Linked DNA regions of Dromaius novaehollandiae: region 2 is linked to region 1. The links are chromatin contacts, called in public Hi-C maps. All regions are on one chromosome and are shown on one strand. The core of a region is the stretch at or near the end of the contact, and the rest is flanking DNA. Distances in the headings are between cores, read along the strand shown.

Region 1 (7,106 bases), core at 3,167-5,666:
ACATAAATGACAAAACAGTAACAAACACACATACAAGCAAGTTAATCTATGCAATGCAATAGTCATCCCAAATTCTGAGGGGACCTAAACACGTTTGGATGCTAAGCACTTTCTGCATCTGCTCATCTCTCTCCAAACAGACTTACTCAGAACAAACCCCCAAGCTTCACTACACTCAAATCGCCTTGCTAATAAACTTTATTCTAATGAATGAGAAGACTAAATTTTGGATTAAAATATTGGAAGCAACATCACAAACACATGAACCAGAATGCCCTATCTATTCATCCAGAACTTTAGCTGTATCCCTGGTAAAACTTTTAGGCTTCTCCAGCAGAGAGTATCTCAAGAAACACAGGTTCTCCCTGTCATCATGTTACTTAGAGACATTAATTATGATAGCTAATTATGACAGCTCATTCTGACTGCAAGCTTTATTCAAAAAGCTACATTGTATTCTCCATGTAGTAGCTCACAGACCACAGGTTGCTGTTACAGTGAAAATAAGATAACTTCTGAAAATGATAGTGGGGTATCCAAGTACCTTTTTGGGAACTCCCCTCTTCCTTCTCTTCCAACATTTAATTAAGCAATAATAAAACTGTATTGCAATTTAAATGTGCTGAAATACCCAGACAGAAATTTCCATAATTTCCATACTTCAGAATGACTGTAAGAAAACAACTTTTATTACATAGTGTTAAATTGAGAACTGCCACTTGTTTCTGAATAAAAGCACATTCACAAGCCTCAGAGACAGTTTGTAGAGTCACTCCCCCCAGATGACCTTTTTACTTGAAAGCTAAGCTGTGTGCTAATGACTAAATGAAACTGTGCTTGAGTATATAGGTATCTGTCTGCATTTCTTATTGTACCAATAAGTGTAACAGCAATCAGTAACATTCTCCTTTGTCTGAGGGGTAGATAACTTCATTTTAGACAATTCTGCTAAACTTACACTTGTTCTATAGCTTTTCTAGCTTTTCTGGAATTGAGGATTATTTTTAATTTTTGTATTAAAAATCAAGTACAGATTCCATCTTCTGGACCTACTTTCTGAATTCAAGTTTCTTATGATCTAGAAACTGGCCTCCTCAATTTCCTGCCACTGTTAGCAGGCCCTTTTATCAATAGCATGACAAGGATTTTAACACTGCTGCTTCTGTTATATAGCAGCAAAATTTATGCTTCCATTTCACCTCATTTTGGCTAGTTTATCTTGTTAATTTTCCTCTTCCACTTGCATGCAAAATAGGAAAGTTTCTTGTATTTTTTGCTTCAGACTTAGGAATTTAGCATCTTAGCCCTTAACATTCTTTGTTCTTATCTCACTGCTTTGGATTATCAAGTTATGATGACAGTCAGTGTAATTTAAACTTTTAACTGCCTAGCCTTCTACTAAAAATGGAATCAAGGATCTGAAGTCACTTACAGTTCTGAAGTTTTATCAATATCCTTCTCATTCCACTAGTCTCAGAACAGCTTTGAAGACAGTAACTTTGAAAGATGCTACCAAAAAAGCACTACTATTACTTTCAGTAAATAAAAGGATTGTTGCCTTAATTCAAGCAGCAAGTGGAAAACCAAAAATGCCTCCAGAAATTATTAATACTTTTTGTGTTCTCCACATTTACTGACCCTGAAGTACTGAAGCTGGATCGGACATTGAGAGCAAAAGAGATCTGAAGCTCCAAAGAGGACCCCCCTCTATACATACACATTACAGCATATCATTGATTTTTCCTCCCTATTGAAAATGGGAACACACCTAAAATGTCAAATACATACCTCTAGTTTGTCAATCTTCCTGTATATGTGTCTCATTTCTGTAGCTTTTGTGTAAATTTGAGGTATACTTTCATTGACAACTTGAGAGGAATCACTTCGAATCTAAAGATGATTCAAACAAATGATGCAAAATTGACTGAAGTCGGATTGAAAACAAATAATGAGAACTACAACAAAACATAACATACAATAAGACTAGAACTTTGTTTTTAAAGATAGGTGCATTATGCTAGGCAGAGAAATAGGAATGCAGTTACATTTTACCAATGCTGATGATATCCACATTTCAGAGATTAAAAACCTAAGAAGCCAACCAAGGGGGCAGTGAATCAGCAGTAAAGTCAGGTTGGGATCAAAAATAAGAAGTCCCTCTCAAATTCTAGCAACATCAAACAGAACTTCATTCTTCAACTGCCTTTCAAGAATCAGGCACTTTGCACCCAATCTGACATTATCCTTTCAATCAGATATGTATTGTTAAAGATGGTCCAGAAAACATTTTTCTCTCAGTAGCATGCTTTCTTCTGTCTCTTCCCTGACTTGTTTTATTTCTGCTGTAAGCAGCAGTAGTGGATATAGGTATACCAAATCCTCCATAGAACAAAACTGTAAATATGCATATTTCTTCCCAGACAACAGAGGATCTTACTGAAGGTTTCTCTTCTTTTGGCTCAACCAGAAAATACCTGGTCCATTTCTCACTTTGCTCAATATCAAAGATGTTTTAAGATCTGTTGCAATTAGTAAAAATATCTCACACATGGCAGAGAAAATGAAAATGCTGAACAAGTAACAATTTAAATCACAAATACATGCTATACATCCTGATGCATTTCTCTCTAGATTATACTTCCTATGTGCTACTTTCTCAGTATTTATTTTTGATATGACTTGGGTATAATTTGGTGCTTTATTTTTTCTTAATTACTCTTAAAGCAATAAGACATTATTTTGCAACAGCAAAAATAAAACTGTTTTAATGCCACTGTTAAAGTGCTGGATAGACATAAACCTGCTACAATTTATTACCTGATATTAACTCTTTTGATTAGAGACAGGGTCTTATGCTTCCTGGAATTAAACTGATGAATAAAACAACATCATAAGTACCCAGATTACATTCTGGAAACTACAACTGTGCTCCAATTAAATAAAGCACTAGATTAAAAATAAGCTACCTTCCTTATATAGTTTACTAAGTACCTTTGCTTGAGGTAATAGGTGATATTTGACACAAGCAAATAAAATATTTTTCTTTATAATTATATCAAAAACACACTGCTAACCTTACTAGAACTAAGCAATTGAATATTTCCCAAGGCATACTGAAGAATCAAATGTATTAAACTGAAGTCTTGACATATGTTTTGCTATCTGAACATTTCCTCAGCTTCACTAAAAAAAGCCAGGCAACAAAACCACTGTCTCATCAATAGAAAAATTAGAGTGAAATTACCCTTAGATTAGGGCAGGAGAACCGCATGTACCGAGATTTAAAAGATAGCCCGTATACCAAAGTCAGCCTTTAGGATCTTTCCATCCAGTTTTCTGATTTTTTTTCTTATGAGACAGTGAAAACAGAGCTGTTTTCCCAATGAAAGGTAAGAAAAGGTCCCCTAAGACCAAACCTAGTTTTGAAGGTTTGGCAACTCTGGTTACATGTTTAGATTGTAAACACGTGTACAGATATCCCATGCAGTCTTTAAAAGGAAAGGCACAACATCATATCATCCTTTTAAACATTTGTTTCTGCACTGCTCAAAATGAGATTCCATGCATGTATGCACATACACAAATATACAAATGTAATTATACAGCCACATGAGCATATCATTTTGCTCCTACGTAGGTGTTCAGCAGTTTTCATCCATGAGTTATATATTTATCAAATGTTTTCATACTAGTATCTATCTGCCTATATATACTAAAGGCTATCTTACATCTTGGTCCCATTTTCAGACACAAGCACATATTAAAACTGTATTCTGACTAAAAAAAGAAAGTTACATGCAAGTTATACATACCATGTCTAACATTCCCACAAATTCATCTACTCTGGTCAGCAAGTCTTCCAGACTCTTCTCTAAGCTTTCTATCTGCAAAACACATTTAAATATTTTGAGAGAAGACTTAAAAGAACAAAAAACAAGGCAAAACCACACAAAACCTTTAAGTACAGACAGCAGCCAAACTAAAACACGGCTTAATAGCAATTCCATTGCTTTGCCATTTCTTAGCGACTTTAAAGGCGAGTGACTGGGTATACCGGCTGACCTGTTCCTGCAAAAAGCGCACCGAAGGGAATAACACCGCTGCTCCGGGGCCGGGGGAGCCCAGCGGGCCCGGCCGCCGCCGCTCACCTGCGTGCAGAAGGCGGCCCGGTCCGGCAGCAGGTAGGCGGAATAGGCGGCGGCGGTGGCGCTGAGCGACGCCTCCGAGGCGTCCCCTTCCTCGCCCTCCTGCTCCCCAAGCCCCGAGGCGTTGCTGTGGCTCTGCGAGACGTTGCCGCTGTCGCCGCCGGCGCAGGAGCCCGCCGCCGCCGCCATGCCGCTGCGCGCAGGCCGCCGACGGTTACCAGCGCCCATCGGGCGGCTCCGCGGTCACGCGGGCGGCGGGGGGCGGGTCCCCGCTGGGGCTCGCGCGGAGGCCCCGCGCCGGCGCATGCGCCTTCCGGGCGCTCGCCGTGGCGGGTGGGGCCCTGCCCGTAACGGTCGGCGGCGCTTAGTCAGGGCGGCGCGCGAGGTGCTGCCGCGGGGCTCCGGGGAAGCCGTTAAACCGGGAGAAGGAGCCGGCCGCCCACCCTCAGACGGACAGCCTGGGGCGGGCCCCCGTGCTCCTGCGCCCTCGGCGCCTGCTGTGCCTCACGCGGTAAGCGCCGTCCCCGAAGCGGGGGTAAAGGTACGCGCTTTCTAGCATAGTCCTTCGCCATAGCACTCTGGTGCGCTTGCCTTGCGTTTACCTACTTTGGCCCTAGCACCACTTGGTACACCCTCATGCATCTTTCTCCATCTTACATACTTTGTCTTATTCATACTTTTCCTCATTCCCATTTTCTACTACGTCCTTCCCTGCGCCCCGCCGTTGATAGATCAATGTCAGGCTGAATTCAAGGTGAAGGAGAGTGACAGCCAAACAGCCTTCCCCAAACGGATGGCAGCAGTTAAATCAAACCTTGGGTCCTTAATGTGTACAGTACTCCTCAAATGCCTTCGGTCCTCTTGTGTACAGTACTCAGAGCTAGAAAGCTTTTCTGCAATTAAGCTTTGACAAAATACAAGTCAATGCCTATGATTTAGGTGGCAATACATTAAAAAGTTTGTTTTAAAATTATTTTCTGAGGTGCTTTACAATGAGGTAGTATCCTCAGGTTTTACTGTCCATGATGGTTTCTGAACAAAGTGTTCAGAAACAAAGTGTTACCTTCAAGATAAGTCAATATGATTCACCAAGGGTAAAAGAGATCTGGCTCCTTCCATAAACTTGCTTATAGAAGTTTCTAGGACTAATTTGCCTCTGTTCTTTCAGTCACCCATTTTTAAAGGTTTATTAGTTAAACAGTTTAATCTTATGCTTGAAGGTTCCTTGATGCATTTCAGTCTAAACCTTGTCATTCTTGTTTCTACCTGCTTTTTCCAGTTATAGCAGTTTTAGTAGGGGAACAGGTAGAGGGGGCTTTTGTTTGGTAACAGTCTGAACTGGGAGAGGAGTATATCTCAAAAAGAGAACTAGCATATGAGAGACCTAAATTTTCCTTATTTAAAGAGCTGGACTGAGCATATGCAAAACAGAAGCATTTTCTTCTAGGTGGTAGAAATGAGCACAAAATATTTGCAAGCCTTAGCACTTACACTTCAAATTGTTAGCTCCAAAACTGGTCTTGTCAGTACTCTGTCATTCAAGTTGTAATTGAAATCGTGGGTAAAATACTTTCACTCTTCCTACTCAGATCTCATGTGTGAAATTCACCCTAGGAAGTGTAAGTTGTATTAACTGTAAAAGTTTAGATATTTTGTAACAGCATCAGCAGAGATAGATCAACACTTTATTTGGATAGTCTTTCTCAGTCTTTCCCTGGGAGGGGTCTGCAGCCTGGCAGCACACAGTGAGACAGAGATTTCTTAAGCAGTATCTGAGAAGACACCATGTGGCTTGAAAAAAGTCTTATGACAAGCACAGCAAAACACTTGCTGCCCACGGAAATCAGTGCAACAGGGAAGTAGTATATGGAAAGCAGCTTAATATAGGAAACAGAAGAATCAATGTCTGTACTGGTACAGAGAAAGTCATTACTAAAATGGTTAAGCATCTGAAGAGCTGTCAGAAAGAAGCCTTCTGTTTCAATAAGTAAATGAAATACTTTACAGAAGGAATGTAGAGAATGGAGGGAAAGGAAGCAGAAGTAGTGTAGAAATAAGATTTGTTCAGGCTTCATTGCAGACAGGTCACATTTTCACCAGTTAAATAAGTGAGTTTGGCTGAAGTTACCTTATAAAAGTAGTCTTTTAAGGTGTAAAAAATTCTCATTATGACATGGTCTGATTGACTGAAGCATATCCAGCTATTCCCCTTTTACTGCACCAGTAAGATTTAAAAAAAATGAAAACCTTTGGAAGAGTACAGTTTTAAGACTAATGGGATCAATATGCTATTCTTACTGTGCTGAACAAAATAAGTACAGCTCTAACTGGTGTGAGACCTAGAAGAGGTTTAATTAGAGTAAGTGAAAGAATTTTAAAAATTTAAAGCAAATCTAAGAATGCCCTAAGTTCAATGTCCCAAAGCAGATGAACAGATGTTCCACAGGTATTCTAAATCAACAGTAATCAATAAATCCACACATCCTTTGCCCAATCATTACAAATTCCAAACTGGAACATAACTTTTTCAAACCAAGACTCTCGAATTTTCATATCCACGCAATACTCAAGAAATGTCTATTCCACCATATAAAAAAGGCTTTAATGCACTACAAAGTTAAAAAACAAAAAGAAAATGACAAACAAGCTAAAAGTAGAAAAATACATTGTAAAACATTTATATTTTGTTCCTTACACTGATCAAGATATAACAATATTTTAGATTAGACCACTTTAATAAATTCATGGCATTTTCAGAAGTGAACAGTTACTGACTCAATAATCACTGGTTAGCCACTAACCAGCATCCAATGAAGACTTCTGGTAATTCCAAACATCCAGTATATTTTAAATTTCTAGAAATTCTGTGTAGATATTAAGCTTTATGATTACTGGAAGAATCCAAAATAATAGAACTATTTTAAGTTAGGTTTGACAGTCAGTCAGTATCCCTCATATGTA
Region 2 (7,106 bases), core at 3,115-5,614, 370 kb after region 1:
CTATGATGAGATTATAGATTTTATATGGCAATATTCTAAACCTAACTTGATATTTCTTTCCAGTGCTAGTTACACATCAAAAACATTCCTAAGACAAGCCTCAGCATTGCTCAGCTCTACTCTGGGAAATTATAACAATTCCCCATTCATCATTCTGAAACACATTGCGCAAAATTTGCTGTTATTTGAACCTGAAAAGCCTGTTAAAGTCAATTAACTACTTGTACTGCAAAAACGCTAGCCTTTTATTGTTAACATCAGGGAGGCCAGATGGGTCAGACAATGGAAAACCAAGTGTTCGTACATTTAAGTTGCACTGCAAACCAATCAGCCTTCCAGATATCAACATCTGACAGCTGTGCAGTGAAGGCTATGAAAGCCAGTATTGGTCTCAGTCCAAGTCCTAATGATTACATAACCACCTCACAGGGCCAACCCCCAAATTACATTAACTGACATAATATTTTATACATATATATGTGCACGCATGAGTGCACATACACATATTACATATATACACCCGTGCGCACATGTGCACACACACACTATATATATATATACACACACACAGCTCTCTCTGCCAAGTACTGAATGAACATACTGACTAACCAACCTCTTCCCTAAAGGTCTGAATCCTGGCCGGGAGGGAATGCATGTGCATGGAACTGTGTCAGAAAGCTTATACAATTACTAGCGCTGATGTAATTGCTAGATAAACACAGGAGCTCGGCTAGAAGAGCCAATCTGGTACCTTCCACAAGTTTCACTCCCCAAACCCCTCAGAAAAGGAAAGAGAAATCTTTTAAACACATGAATGTCCTTCCAGCACTACGACTGCAATCTCTAGAAGGCAAGCCTCCACCCAGCCCCACACTACATGCTTACACAGACTTAAGTTTAAGGACTAAAATTCAGGATAATAAGGTCTTCCTAAGGCTTTTATAGTAGTTCTGTGGCTTTTCTGCACAATTTTCATTTGGTAGTCAGAATAACTGACAATCAAATAACACATTGTTTATGAAGTCTAGCCCAGGCCAGGACTCTGCCTGGAGGGCAGAAGGGCGTGAAAGGCAAAAATACACCTAGTCAAAATGACTCTCCGCCAGAAAGAGCTGTTTCTGCAATATCTGAATGTTTTCCCCAGGAATTGTGATTTGCCAGTCAGAAAAGAAAAGCTCCTGGGTAGCAGTGGCTTGTCCAGGGAAGCTGCCCCAAGTTGCAGGCAGCCCTGCGGCAGGCTGCCAGAGCACCGGGCTCCCAGGGCAACTGCTTGGGAAGGAGCCAGGCACAGAGCTCCCCAAGCAGCCAGGTAAGCAAAGCAGAAGGGGAAAGTCCACCCCAATCCTCCTGATACGAACCGGGTTTTCAGACTTCCTCTCTTATAAATAATGCCTGTTTCTGGTATTTCTGTCCCTGTTGGGGAATTTAAAGGAATTTAAATTTTACCACACATTCTTTTTCATAAAGGAAAGCCCTATCTCATTGCAAAGAAAAATGTATTGTGCTGCTATCCCTGCTACTTAACCTCCACCCCCAGCCTTTGCCTTTTGGTTTCTCCTCTCTAACAAGCAGCTCAAGGTACTGCCTCTAGCAGGGGACTTTCTCCTGAAGCACCGGGAGTGCGGGAGACTGGCCCCCTGTCATCTCCACTGGCTCTCCCACAGGTCCCAAACAGCAGCAGTGAAAATGACTGCAGATTTTCAGCTTCACCACTGTTACTTCAAAAAGCAAAAGGGAGAGAAAAGGCCTGGGAGCTAAGACTCAGGGAGGCATCAGGATGTCAACTCGTTCTAAGGCTGTGTCTGCCAGAAAGGGCTAGAAATGTTTCTTCAAAAAGTTAAGATTTGAATTTCACAGATTTTTCCCAAGTAGCAGAGAAAAATTCCTTGATATTGTTGGCAAGAGGACTTTTGAAGTTGTTTTTCAAATTAAGGGATGGAAACACAAGTTAAGGCTCATATTTTCAAGTGCTCATTAATTTTTAATGCCTCAGACTAAGAGTGCCTACCTTCAGACACCAACAACTGAGAAGAGCAGATCCAGATTACTAGATTTTTCTTTTTTTTAATTATGACCTAAGCGACCTGACAAAGGTCACACAGGAAGTGAGTAACAGAACAAAAACTGCAGTTCAAACACTCCTATTCCTAGTCTAATCTCCGTGTCTAATCACCAAGTTTTATGGCACATCCTTTCATACTGTTCTCAGAACGCAGGGTTAGTCCAAAAAGTCTGCTTTAGAAGTTCACTTTTAAAATACTAACATGCTAATTATGCTAATACTAACTAACATGCAGACACCAAAATACTGCTATAAATCAAATCAATCCATGTGAACGGATCCACACGCCCCTGAAGAGCCCCGATGAAGCAAGGTGGGTCATAGCGCGATGCCAGAACTGGGGCTAATTCTTAAAACTGTCCAAAGCCATAGAGGATATAATACTCTAGGGTGCTCAGCTTTGCTCCTTCTCTTAATATGCACCACATCCCACCTATCACATATTAGCTCATCATGAACCTGCACCCATCATGCATTAGCATCTCAATACTTAAACATATCTAGCCATATTTAAAAGAGGTTTTGATTACACCTACTTCTGCCATAACGCTCAGCTTGTCACCTTTTAGTAGTCAATCTATAGGCTAAAGCTAGTAATTCCATGTTTTGTTCATTAACAGGACTGCAAAATAGAGCTATTTAGTTTATAAAGGAAAAAAGCCTGTGATGACAGCAACTTTTCATCTAGATTGTTACAAAGACTTTCTAAATGTTAAAACAAGTTCCCACCAATAGCATAGGCTGAAGAAATCCAAAGAAAAGCCACAGTGTACATGAACTAAGCCAGGTCTCTAAAACCCATGTTCAATGCAACATGTATGGTGTTGCCTGACAAATCTCTGCTTCAATCTGTCATTAATGCAATTCTCCAAGTAAATCACTGCAACGTAGATGAGATGCTGAGATCTTTCTTCAACAGGCAAAGCTGTAACTAAAACCAAAAGGAAGTTCGGCCTGAATGAGGGCTAGGCCTAAAGTATTAATGCCCTATCCCCAGGTGACACTGCTTACCAACGTACCATGTTAATTATCTATTTAATAAAAGCTCCCAAACAGTGACAATTCCAGGGTCCTCACCAGCAACTATGACCCCTTAAGTGTGTACTATAGGATATGGGGTTTTGCTTGCAGGCTACCACAAAACTTCAATGAAAATACCTTCTCAGATTTGCATGTGTGCACAGGGAAAAAAAGCCACAAACGAGTTTTAAAAACCCCAAGCCCAGAAAAACCCAGAGCTACAGCTCGGAGCAACAGCCTCCCTTGGCTCGCACAGGAGCTGCCGCCAGCGGGTGACAGCGTGCGTGCTGCCGTACCCAAGGGGCGCTGGAGGCCACAGGCGAGCCCGCGCACTTCCACCGGGCATCTTCCTGCCCTCGCCCGCCCGGCGAGGATCCCCCCATCCCCGGGGCACCGGGACCGCCGCAGCGCCCGGGGGCCGCAGCCCCGCTCGGGCCTCCCCGGCCCCGCAACGCTTCGCGCTGTTGCCCCCACTCCCCTCCCCAGCACGCAGCGCCGGGGACAACGGCCACCGCCAACCGCCCCCCGCGCGGCGGTCGTTAACCCCCTGCCCGCTCCCCGCCGCACGGCGGCCGCTAAACCGCCCCCCGCCCCGGCCGTTACCTATCAACTCTTTGGGGACGTCGGAGCTCTCCTCGGCCATGGTGGCGCTGCCTGGTGTCGGGGGGTGCCCGGCCGCGGGGCTGCTTCAGCGGCGCGCCGTCCCTGCGCGGCACGAGGCAAGCATGAAACCAGCGCGGTGGCGGAGGCGGCTGCGGGCGCGCGTGTGCCTGCGGACGGAGCGAGGGGGTCTCGGTCTCTGCCTCCCCGCCGCGCTACGTGCCTCCCGCGGCGGCGAGGAGGCGCATTTCCGAGGGGAGGAATCGCCCACAAGCAGCCGCAGCGGGCGGCCGGCAGCGCTGGCGGCGGCCCCCTGCGCCGGCTCCCACTTCCTCCCCCGCGGCGCAACCGCCGCCTGCCCCGGCGCGGCCCCCCCGGCACCGGCAGTGGCGGGAGGCAGCGGCGCGCTGCCCCCCCCAGCCGCGGCAGGGCTCGGCGCCCTTCCCGCAGCCCGCCCGGCCCGGCCTCCTCACCTCGCGAGAGCCGCCGGGAGCCCCGCACCCGCCCGGCGCCGCAGCACCCACCGAGCACCGGCAGAGGCGGCGGCGGCCGCGAGCATCGCCCTCAAGGAGCCATGTCGCTCGCGCCGCGCAGCGCCGCCTGCCCCCCGCCGCCGCCGAGAGGGAGGAGGGAGGAGGGCAGGGAAATTCAGGACGCCGAGAGCGGCCCCTCCTTCGCCCGAGCCCCCGGCGTTGCGGAGGGCCGGCGGCGGCGGGAGCCACCTGCCGGCGGCGCGGCGCCGTCTCCCCTCCCCGGCCGGGCTGGGGCCTCCCTGCCAGAGAAATGTGGTTTTGTGAAGCCGGGCGGATCTCGCGCGCCCCTGGGCCAGAGGGAGACGGGGTCGCTGTCCTGCGCCCCGGCGGCCCGGAGTGCGGCTCCTCTGCGGGCCTTGTGAGGGGCCCAGAGCCGCGGGCCGGCACTACCTGAGTGCAAGTGAGCAGCAACATAAGTAATTAACAGGCGTGAGAGCTGGACTGCCCAGGGGCGGTGATGGGGGGACACTAAAGACCATGCATATCCAGTGAGGAGCAGCTTTCTGCCTGGCTTTGCAGTCACATGTGGCTGGGGTGACAATGGGGGGACACTAAAGACCGTGCAGGTCGCATCTGGCTTGCAGGAAGTGCTTCACATGGATAATGGTCTCTCCACACCGCGGTCTGTTTTCGTTCATGCCAGCTGTTGTCTTACCCAACAGGAGTGCCAGCCGGAAGTGGCATTGCAACACTGCTCTAACCCCAGACCTTGCAGGCCAGGTGCAGATATTTCCAGCTCGTGCTTATCGGCCGTGAGCTCCTGCCGGCTGACTCCGCATGGATGACCTCCATGAAGTCAGCAGTGCCCAGTACATGCAGAGGGAAGCAGCCCCTGCAGCACCTCCTTGGACAAGGCCTCTTCCAAGCAACATGGGCCTTTCTGAAGAGATGCTCTTCCTTTTACAGATGCACCTTCTGGCTTTGCACCATAGGAATTCTCCTTTTTTGTTCATTTCTTTGAAGGAGATTTATATTGTAAAGGGAGTAGTTGTAATCTTGAAGACAGTCCTTGTTGCCAGCTGCCTGGGAAAGAGACTGCCACAACTGGTTCTCTTCAAGCCCTGGAACAGGATAACCTTTGATCCAGAAATCTCTCTCCTTCACTCCCCCACCTTATCTCCATAATCAATTGCTTTACCGCCATCAATTGCTTTAGCACCTGTTCTCAGATAATGCCTCTATTATAGATTGTTTAGCAAACTCATTGTGAAGGGAAAAGCAAGTTTCTGAGCTTATACCAGATTGAAAGGGACTAAATATGCCTCCTTTCCCAAAGAAAAATCCACAAATTACAGCATTTTGCATATTGCAAATTGCAATTGCTATTGCACTTTGCTATTGAGAATTTGTTTATGCGTAACAACCACATTATAAAAAACACAGCACTTGAGCTGACTAATTGCACCTATAATCATATATATGTAAAAAAAAAGCACAAAAGGACTTTTATGGGATGAGAGTGAAGGAAGGAGCTAGACAGCTCTGGAAATACAGTAACGTTAGATGCTTGCTTCTAGTAGCAGTGCGTAGTTTCAATGAAAGGTTCATTTTCACTGCAGCAGGATTGTGATTGGCCATCTTACATCCTAAAGGGGTGGATAACTGCACAAACCTCATATTTTGAGCACTCTAGAAATGAGTGACAGATCTGGAAGGTCAAAGTTATTTATATCTAATTAGGAAACCTAAATGCATTCAGTAAGAACAGCAGCATAATTCCAAAGAGGAAGAGTTATTTTGCTGGTAAAATACTATACTGTTGCACCCTATTTCTCACGAAGTACTGCATACCCTGGTCTTCAAAAGAAACATGACCAGCAGTTTGAAATTGTCATGACTTGTCAAACAATTTTTTGACTCTCCACAGCACCAATCAGCTCTCTAAATAATTCTGGAGGTTATCTTACCAGTACAAATATGATTATTGCAGAAATGGCTACAATTAGTGAAACAGCAAACTGGAAAGACAGCTATGAGCAGCAAATAAGGACATTCCTTAAAGAAACTAAACAAAGTCAGTGTAGTTTATATTAGGAAAAGAATATGGTGTGCTGTTAACACTGCAAAAGTTTTGCTGGTTTTGTAAGGAGGTGTTATTTTCATCATTTCTTTTTGATCCTTAGCCTCCACTAGCCAGTTCAGCAAGGATGCAATTGTTATAGACATCTTCATCCGTGGCAAGGCCATTTTAAGAATTTGTGCCCCCTGTGGGAAGTCATCCTCACCACCTCTCAAGGTTGTTTACTACTTTCCCTGTTGTGCCAAAGTGAGAAATTGTGTGAGGAGGTTGTAACCTGGATCAGTGAAAGGTTTCGGAAAGGGGATTTGTGTTAGTTAGTCATTTCAGTGATTCAATTTTAATCATCTTTTCCCCCCGGATATGGGCACGTTGGCACAGCTGAGGAGAAGAGAGGTAACAAAGTTAACCTAGGGTAACTGAGGCAGACTGCCTGCAAATGAGTGGCTGGGGGGTGAAAAGGGTAGGAGCCTTGTGGCTGAATGAAAGGCTGTAGCACTACACACTGAGAGGAAATAGGCTGAGTTTCCTATCTGATCGTAATGTCATTCCCATAACTCTAAGGTGCAACTCTCGTCCTGACCTGTTCCTAAACGGTCATTGCCATGTCTGTCAGTAGGGCTTCCTTATCTCACATTACCTACATTGGTGAAGATGATCACAACTTGAAGGGTGAACTAGCCAGGATCACAGTACAGTAGTAGTGTAGCATAGCATATTGCATATTCAGCAGGCCTACTGAATGGGAAAGAGGTTAAATTTTCTTCTACCAGAGCAAAAGATTTATGAAGTCATATTAAAACTCATTCAAAGAATAATCAATTCGCCTGCCACAGAACAGAGATCTGTGTGGATATTTTTTCTCTGAAGATTG

What was found. A called contact is a pair of places that touch in the nucleus more often than the background predicts.
Region 2: a contact with region 1 is called in a Hi-C map of brain, with 5 times the contacts expected there. The contact joins the promoter of CARMIL1 here to the promoter of BLOC1S4 in region 1. A contact is called at or near these places in 2 of 4 Hi-C or Micro-C datasets (brain and ovary).

The regions. Positions count from the first base shown.
Region 1 is chr2:94,315,003-94,322,108 of bDroNov1.hap1, forward strand. BLOC1S4 (biogenesis of lysosomal organelles complex 1 subunit 4) reads right to left here and starts at 4,417. Exons shown (of 5, transcript XM_064506935.1): 1 at 4,149-4,417; 2 at 3,813-3,884; 3 at 1,789-1,890. The coding sequence starts at 4,373. LOC112992537 (a long non-coding RNA gene) reads left to right here and starts at 4,404. Exons shown (of 3, transcript XR_003261552.2): 1 at 4,404-4,686. It overlaps PARD6G (par-6 family cell polarity regulator gamma), which reads right to left. Exons shown (of 3, transcript XM_026115692.2): 3 at 6,726-7,106.
Region 2 is chr2:94,684,112-94,691,217 of bDroNov1.hap1, forward strand. CARMIL1 (capping protein regulator and myosin 1 linker 1) reads right to left here and starts at 4,365. Exons shown (of 39, transcript XM_064506940.1): 1 at 4,156-4,365; 2 at 3,686-3,852. The coding sequence starts at 3,725.